Regions from separate parts of the Sus scrofa genome. Here region 2 is linked to region 1. Evidence: chromatin contacts called from public Hi-C data. All regions are on one chromosome and are shown on one strand. The core of a region is the stretch at or near the end of the contact, and the rest is flanking DNA. Distances in the headings are between cores, read along the strand shown.

Region 1 (3,277 bases), core at 690-3,189:
CAAGTCCACGCCTTTCCGCCACAGTAGACAGAAGGCAGTTCGCCAGAGACAAAGCAGCAAAGGAGGAAATTCACGCTGCTGGGAGCAAAACCCCCAGGCCTCTGGGAAGGCAGGAGCAAAGCTGGGCTCCACTGAGCTCCTCCTGCCTGGTGGTCTTGGGTAAACAGGCTGTCTTCTGAGTGGAACAAGAAAGAACTTGGCTTGGGGCCTGTAGGATGAACGTTACCTCTTAACACTGATAACAACAATAATCACGATAATAATGACTATGATATTATCATTTGGCAGCCCCAGTCACAAATGGAGTCCTTCCTAGACAAATAGAGAAGTGGCCACCCATCTGGGAGGCAGAAGGGCAAGAAGTGGGGGAAGGGAGAGAGAAGAACCTAATTACATCCATTAGCTTCCTGAATCCTAGGAAACAGCCCACAGAATGGAATATGTCCACAGGACAGAGAGCCAAACTGAGACTTCTCAGAACTATCCAAAAAAGGCTGTATTCCAGATCTTGCCTGATCAGGTAAGAAGTTCCTTCCCAGGATCCAGGAAGGGCCCCCCACATTTGCAGGCTTTAGCTTGGGGGGCTGGCCCCTATGTTCTAGGGCCATGGAGGTACCCTGACATGGACCAGGAAAGAGTCCTGGAGAAAGATTCCCCCGAGGGTTCTACTTCCAATTGAGAGGAGTTCCAGTCTCACCCTTCAGCTCCCTTTCTCTCTGCATCCTCCACCACCCCCTGCCACAGTGGTGGGGTCAGACAGTCAGTCCGCTATGGCACAAACAGGCAGATTAGGAGAAGGTCAGATAGTAGGACAGACAGACAAAGGTTCCACTTGGAAAAGAGGAGCCAGCGTTCACCAGGCACTAAGCTTTAGAGTCAGCCCAGGAGAGCCAGGCAACAGGGTCCCCAAGGGTCAGCCAGCCAGTCAGACAGCAGAGGCCAGCTGGAGGTAACCCAAGAGAGGAAGAGATAAGTGTTAAAGTCTGTGAAGTGCACGGATGGGCAGCCGGACAGGACAGGTCATCCTAGATAGCTGGCCAGGCAGCAGGGGGCTGCTCTGCGGTACTGGACAGATGGACAGCCAAATGGTGGTGGTGGCAGAAGCCTATCCAGGACAGAGAGACAGCCAACGAGACGGCAGGAACTGCTCCAGATAAATGAACAGCCAGTCAGACCGCAGGGGTCGGCCCAATGGATATCTAAGTGACAGGTTTCGGACAGACAGGGAAGGGGAACCTGCCCCTGACACACAGGCAACCATATGGTAGAATTCACCCACTATAGCTGAGGACCAGAGAATCGGCAGAAATCCACCGCACCTTCTGGCCCTCGCCCATGAGATACCCCTTTAGCCTGGGCCGGCTCCCCACCTCCTGCAAGGAGCCCTCCGCCCAGGGCGTCCCACAGGGCCCGCCTCCCTGTCCCCGTCCCCGTCGCGGGCACGCAAGCGCCGCAGTTACGCCGGCGGCGCAGGGCGCGCCATTCCCGGTCCGCCCTCCGCGCCCTAGGCCGCCGCCCGCCCGCCGTCGCCGCCACGCTCGCTCACCGGCCCACGAAGTTCTCGAGCACTGAGCTCTTGCCGGCGCTCTGGCCGCCCACCACGGCAATCTGCGGCAGGTCCAGGTGGCAGCTCTGGCCGATGGAGCTGAAGGCATCCTGCAGCTTGTTGACCAGCGGGATCAGTTCTTCCATCCCGCGGTTGCCCATGGCGCCGGTGGCCCCGGCCCGAGCGCCCCGCGCTCCCCACCCGCCCCTGCCTTCAACGACGCGGCCCCGCGGCGTCCACGGCCGTTGCTCCCCGTCCGCCCGGGCCTCGGCGCGACGCCCGCTCCCGGCTCGGCCTCACGGTCGCCGCCTCATCCGGTTCTCAGGCGACACCCGACCCAAGCGACCTCCCGCCCGGGGCCCTGGGGCTGCGCCCAAAGCCCTCGCCCCACCCCCGGTTGGTCAGCCGCGCTGTCGCTCGTGCACCCAAGCCAGTGAAAGGGAGGCACGGACCTACAGCTGAATGAACCTTCCCCCCCGGGGACTTTCTCTCAGTCTCATTGGACGCGAGAACTGTCGCTATTGTAGAACAGCCAATAGCAGCGTGAAGCGAGTTGTTCAGGCCGGGAGGCGGTGTTTCGGAAAAAGGCATGTTAGCCCCGCCCATTGGGGGAGTTCCCGGATGGCAGGCCCATCCGCCAGTTTTATTGGCAGGGAGACCGGCCAGTCAACAAAATTGGCCAGTGATATTAAGGATCGATTCTTAAACACAGATCTGTCACTCGACTCTACCTAGTTCCCTAAAAATTTCCCATTGGTTTATATAAATATCACTCCGTTCCGTCAGCCAACAAATCAAGAGGGTGGGATTTAACCTCGAATCTTGACGCTAATTGGACGATGTATCTGTCCATCAAAGAATCACAAGCGCTTACTTGTGATTGTCGTAGGTCGGCTAGTCTTCTGAAGCAAAGAGTAGACCCAAAGTACTCGCCAACGTGCGCCACCTTGTGGACCCAGTGGTGATGGTCACGCCTGAGTTCCTCGGCTCTTAAAAAAAACTACAAGTCCCAGAATGCGTCTTGGCCGTGAGCTCACAAATCAGCTCCTTGCGCGGGGACCCAGTGCACTTTGAAGGTGAGAATCAGGCGATTAGTGGTTCCTAGGGAGAAGCAGGCTAGCTCGGCCTCGCTAGCTCCCACGCCTCCAGACCCTGGCGAATGCTGTGTCCTCCCGTAGGAATACCGTCTGATGACGCCTGTGTTGATGCAGCTGACGCTCCAACGTCGTTCCTCTGATTCTTCAACTTTAGCACATCTTGGATCTTTTTGAGTACTCAATGAAACTCAACGGAACTTCTCCCCAGAAAGTTCTCCCCTATTATTTTGCAGGCAACGCTGGGGATTCTGGGAACTGGGACTCTTGACCACTTGGAAGAGGCGGGGGAGTTCCGGCTGTGATACAGCGGGTTAAGGATCTGGCTTTGTCTCTGTGGCAGCGAGGGTTCGGTCCCTCAGCCGGCGCAGTGGGTTTAAATTCTGACGCTGTGGCAACTATGACGCTGTCGCTGGGATTCGATCCCTGGCCCGAGAATTTCCATGTGCTGACGGTGCAGCCAAAAAAAAAAGGAAGCCGGGAATAGATGGACTGACTTTAACAGAAGTGATCTGATTCCTCTGGACAAAGATAGGCCAGAGGCAGCCCAATAAGGAGCCAGGAGCAAAGGAGGTGGGGAAGTGGGCTGAGGGGGCAGGGCAGTAACAGGGGAAAGAAGAAAAAATGAGTAAGAGGA
Region 2 (3,101 bases), core at 236-2,735, 130 kb before region 1:
TCCTGAGCTCCAATCCCCCCCGGGATACCCTTCTCTCTCCTCATCTGGTCCAAGAAAGTCAAAAAAGTCATGCAACACTGGGAGCTCCCTTATTTGGGTTTTCCAAGTTGAGGTGTGGGGAGCACCCTCTGCCTGAGCTCCATACACTTCCCTTCAGAAAACCCTGTTCCCAAAGTGGCAGAAAACTCACAGAGGCCAAAGCCAGGAAAGGCCTCCTCAGTGACTCCCCAGAGCATCAGGGCAAGAAACCCGGAGAGACAAAGCTAAGTGTAACAGTATAACAAAATGTGAAGGCGGAATCCTGACAGAAGACAACAGATAAGAAAGAGTAACAAGAGGAAGAAAAAGGATAAACTACAAAGAAGCAGAGTCCTCGGCAAACACCTTTGTAATTTTTTCCCCCCACCGAAATGTCAGTTTTGAAACTCGCTTCTGAAAATTCAGCCCACTTCTCACATCCCCAAAAAGGAAAATCGGAGGACCGTGGCGAAGAAGGAGGCAATGTTACCCCTTACTTCAGAGCCGGGCATCAAGAAGGGACCCTACCCATCCACGTATCCACGAGGCTCACAGCCAGTGGCTCGCACCAACCTCGCATGGGCCCTCTCCTCAGATCTAGAAGTTTCCCACTCGGGGGTCCGGATTGCCAAGCCCTCCGGATGGGTGGCACAGGGTCCTCCAGGCTGGGCACCACTTTCCAACCGTCCTTGGCAGTTCAGAGGGTCTCCCGAGGTGGCCACACACCCCCTCCTCCCAGCTAGGGCGGCCACACCCGCCCCCAGACTCCCACCTCTCCCACGCCTCAGGCCCCCTCCCCTCCCACCCAGCCTCCACAACCCCAGCTTCCTGCGAATTCTCCCTTCCACTCGCGGCCCCCCACTTCCTGCTCACCCCCTCCCAATCTCAGGGCCCTCACTACTCCCCCATTTCCCGCTTCCCTCCATAGTCCGGGCACCTCACCTCTGGCCACCACGCACGCCCTCTTTTTCTGCCGCTTGACACCGTCCCTCCACACCCCTCAACTCGGGGACCCGCACACCTAACTCCCCCGGCTCGGCCCCAAGGACCCCACCCCAGGCCCCCACGAGTCAGGGCCCCTCACCCTCGGGGCCCCGGGCCCCTCACTGTGGTCGCGTCCCTCCCGCCCTGGGCCCCCCGCCCTGCCGGCCTCGTGCGCAGCCCCCGCGCGCAACCCGGCCCTCGGCCCGGCCCCGGAGCCCCGCACTCACGGCTGTAGAGGGCGATGCCCGCCGCGTCCGGGCCGGCGCGCACCTCGAGGCGCAGTGCCTGCTGCTCCGCGTGCCGCTGGATCTCGCCGTTCGCGTCGCCGATGGTGAGGAGGCGGGCGCCGGGGAACACGGACACGGCCCCGCAGGGCCCCGCGACACCCGGGCCGGCCGCCCCTGCGCCGCCCACGCCCGGCCCCGCCGCCGCCGTCGCTGCTGCCATCTTAGATCCGGCTCCAGGCCCCGCCGCCGCCGCCGCCGCCGCGCCCGGGCCCAGGCCGCCGCCGCTGCCGCCGCTGCCGCCGCCGCGCAGGCCGAGGCAGAGGCCGAGCCGGGCAGCGCCGCCTGCCGGCCACGCGCCGCCTCGCCGCCACCGCGGCTGCTGCCCGGCCCCGTGGCGCAGCGCCCCCTGCCGGCGGCCCTGGGCGCTGGGAGGGAGCACGCTGGAGGGGCGGGGCCTGCCCCACCCAACCCCGCCCCGCCCCGCGCGAGCGGTCGCCGCTTTGTGAGGTGACTCCGCGGTCCAGGAACAGCGGGGACAAGAGCGTACGTCGGGGGAGGTGCTTGCGGCGCGAACACGCCCCTGGGCCTCGGCCCCGCCCCCCGCCCGGCGCGGCCTGAACTGCCGGCGGTGCTTTGTGAGGCAGTGAGGCCGCCGAGGCCCGGGGAGGGAGGGGGCCGGAACGCGCGTCAGGGGGACGGTGCTTATGCCCCGGACACGCCCCCTTGCCCCGCCCCGACAGTCGTGCCCAGAGAGGTGGCTCCCCAGCTAGAAAAACGGCGGGGGCGGACCTGACGCCCAGCAGCTCCGACACGCCCCTGAAGCTTGGGTCCGCCCGTTGCCCCTCCCGGCTTTGTGAGGTGACACGCTGAGGGGCGGGGTCCAGCTGCGAAGAGGCCCCGCCCCTACACCGGTCCTGTTCCCTCCCGCTTGCTTTGTGAGGCTCTGGGTTCAGGGGAAGACCGGAGTGAGGGGCGGGGACAGGACGTAGGGACACGCCCCAGCCGCAGCCGGCGGGATGGAAAAACAGTTTGAGTTAGGACTTGACCCCAGTACCCCACCGGGAACTCCTGCCTGAGCACTCAGCCACTCCTCCGCTCCACTCCATCATCTCCAGCCCCTTACTCTAGGGCCCTCCTCCTCCATCCTCAGCCCTTCACTGTCTTCTCCCCTACAAAAAATTCTTGGACCCCTCCTTTAGCCCCTTTCCTCTTCTACTTTCCCTGCCCCGAATGATGGCTGGCCAGCAAATCGGGGCCAAGTGCCCCTTTCCATACACACACAAACACATATCTGTCTTCCCTCCAGTTCCCCCCTCCACTGGTCCAGGGGCCCATTCTCTTTGGGGGAGTTCCAAAGGGGTTTGCAGCCACATTCTCCAGCTGCCTCTCTAACCTAGACCTGCTCATTTAGTACTGTCCTTCCCAATGTTCCTCTTCCTCCACCCCACCATCATTCCACCTCCTGTGCTCACCAATACAAAGAATTTAGCTGAGGCCCACGTGGTACTACCCCATCCACGCACCCCCGAGAGCTTCCCCATACACCACACTGAGTGCTACAATCAGTGATTGGACCCCAGAAGCCCCGGGCTTGAAGGAGTACATTCCATCGAGACTTTGAGAACAGCTCAACACATTATAATTAATAACTTAGGCATGCCAGCAGGGCACACAGAATATACCCCCAGGTACCCTATGCTCCAGAAAACCAGCCAGGTTGGTCAAGTTAGGTGTGGCATAGAAGGAGGAAACCAGAGAGGTGTGCAGAGAGCTCAGACTTCACAGTGCCCCAGCAAAGGGCCAGCAGGGAACCTAACATCTCCTTCACTGGTGGCCTGGGAAGCTGGGAATCCAAAGAGAGGCTTCCTACTT

Evidence for each region. A called contact is a pair of places that touch in the nucleus more often than the background predicts.
Region 2: a contact with region 1 is called in a Hi-C map of skeletal muscle, with 2.4 times the contacts expected there. The contact joins the promoter of CARM1 here to the promoter of DNM2 in region 1. A contact is called at or near these places in 3 of 47 Hi-C or Micro-C datasets (embryonic fibroblasts and skeletal muscle) and 1 of 2 datasets of contacts at active chromatin or transcription factors (alveolar macrophages).

The regions. Positions count from the first base shown.
Region 1 is chr2:69,472,675-69,475,951 of Sscrofa11.1, reverse strand. It overlaps DNM2 (dynamin-2), which reads right to left and starts at 1,939. Exons shown (of 20, transcript XM_021083818.1): 1 at 1,547-1,939. The coding sequence starts at 1,707.
Region 2 is chr2:69,600,505-69,603,605 of Sscrofa11.1, reverse strand. CARM1 (histone-arginine methyltransferase CARM1) reads right to left here and starts at 1,485. Exons shown (of 15, transcript XM_021083821.1): 1 at 1,230-1,485. The coding sequence starts at 1,449. C2H19orf38 (protein HIDE1) reads right to left here. Exons shown (of 7, transcript XM_013994683.2): 7 at 2,846-3,101.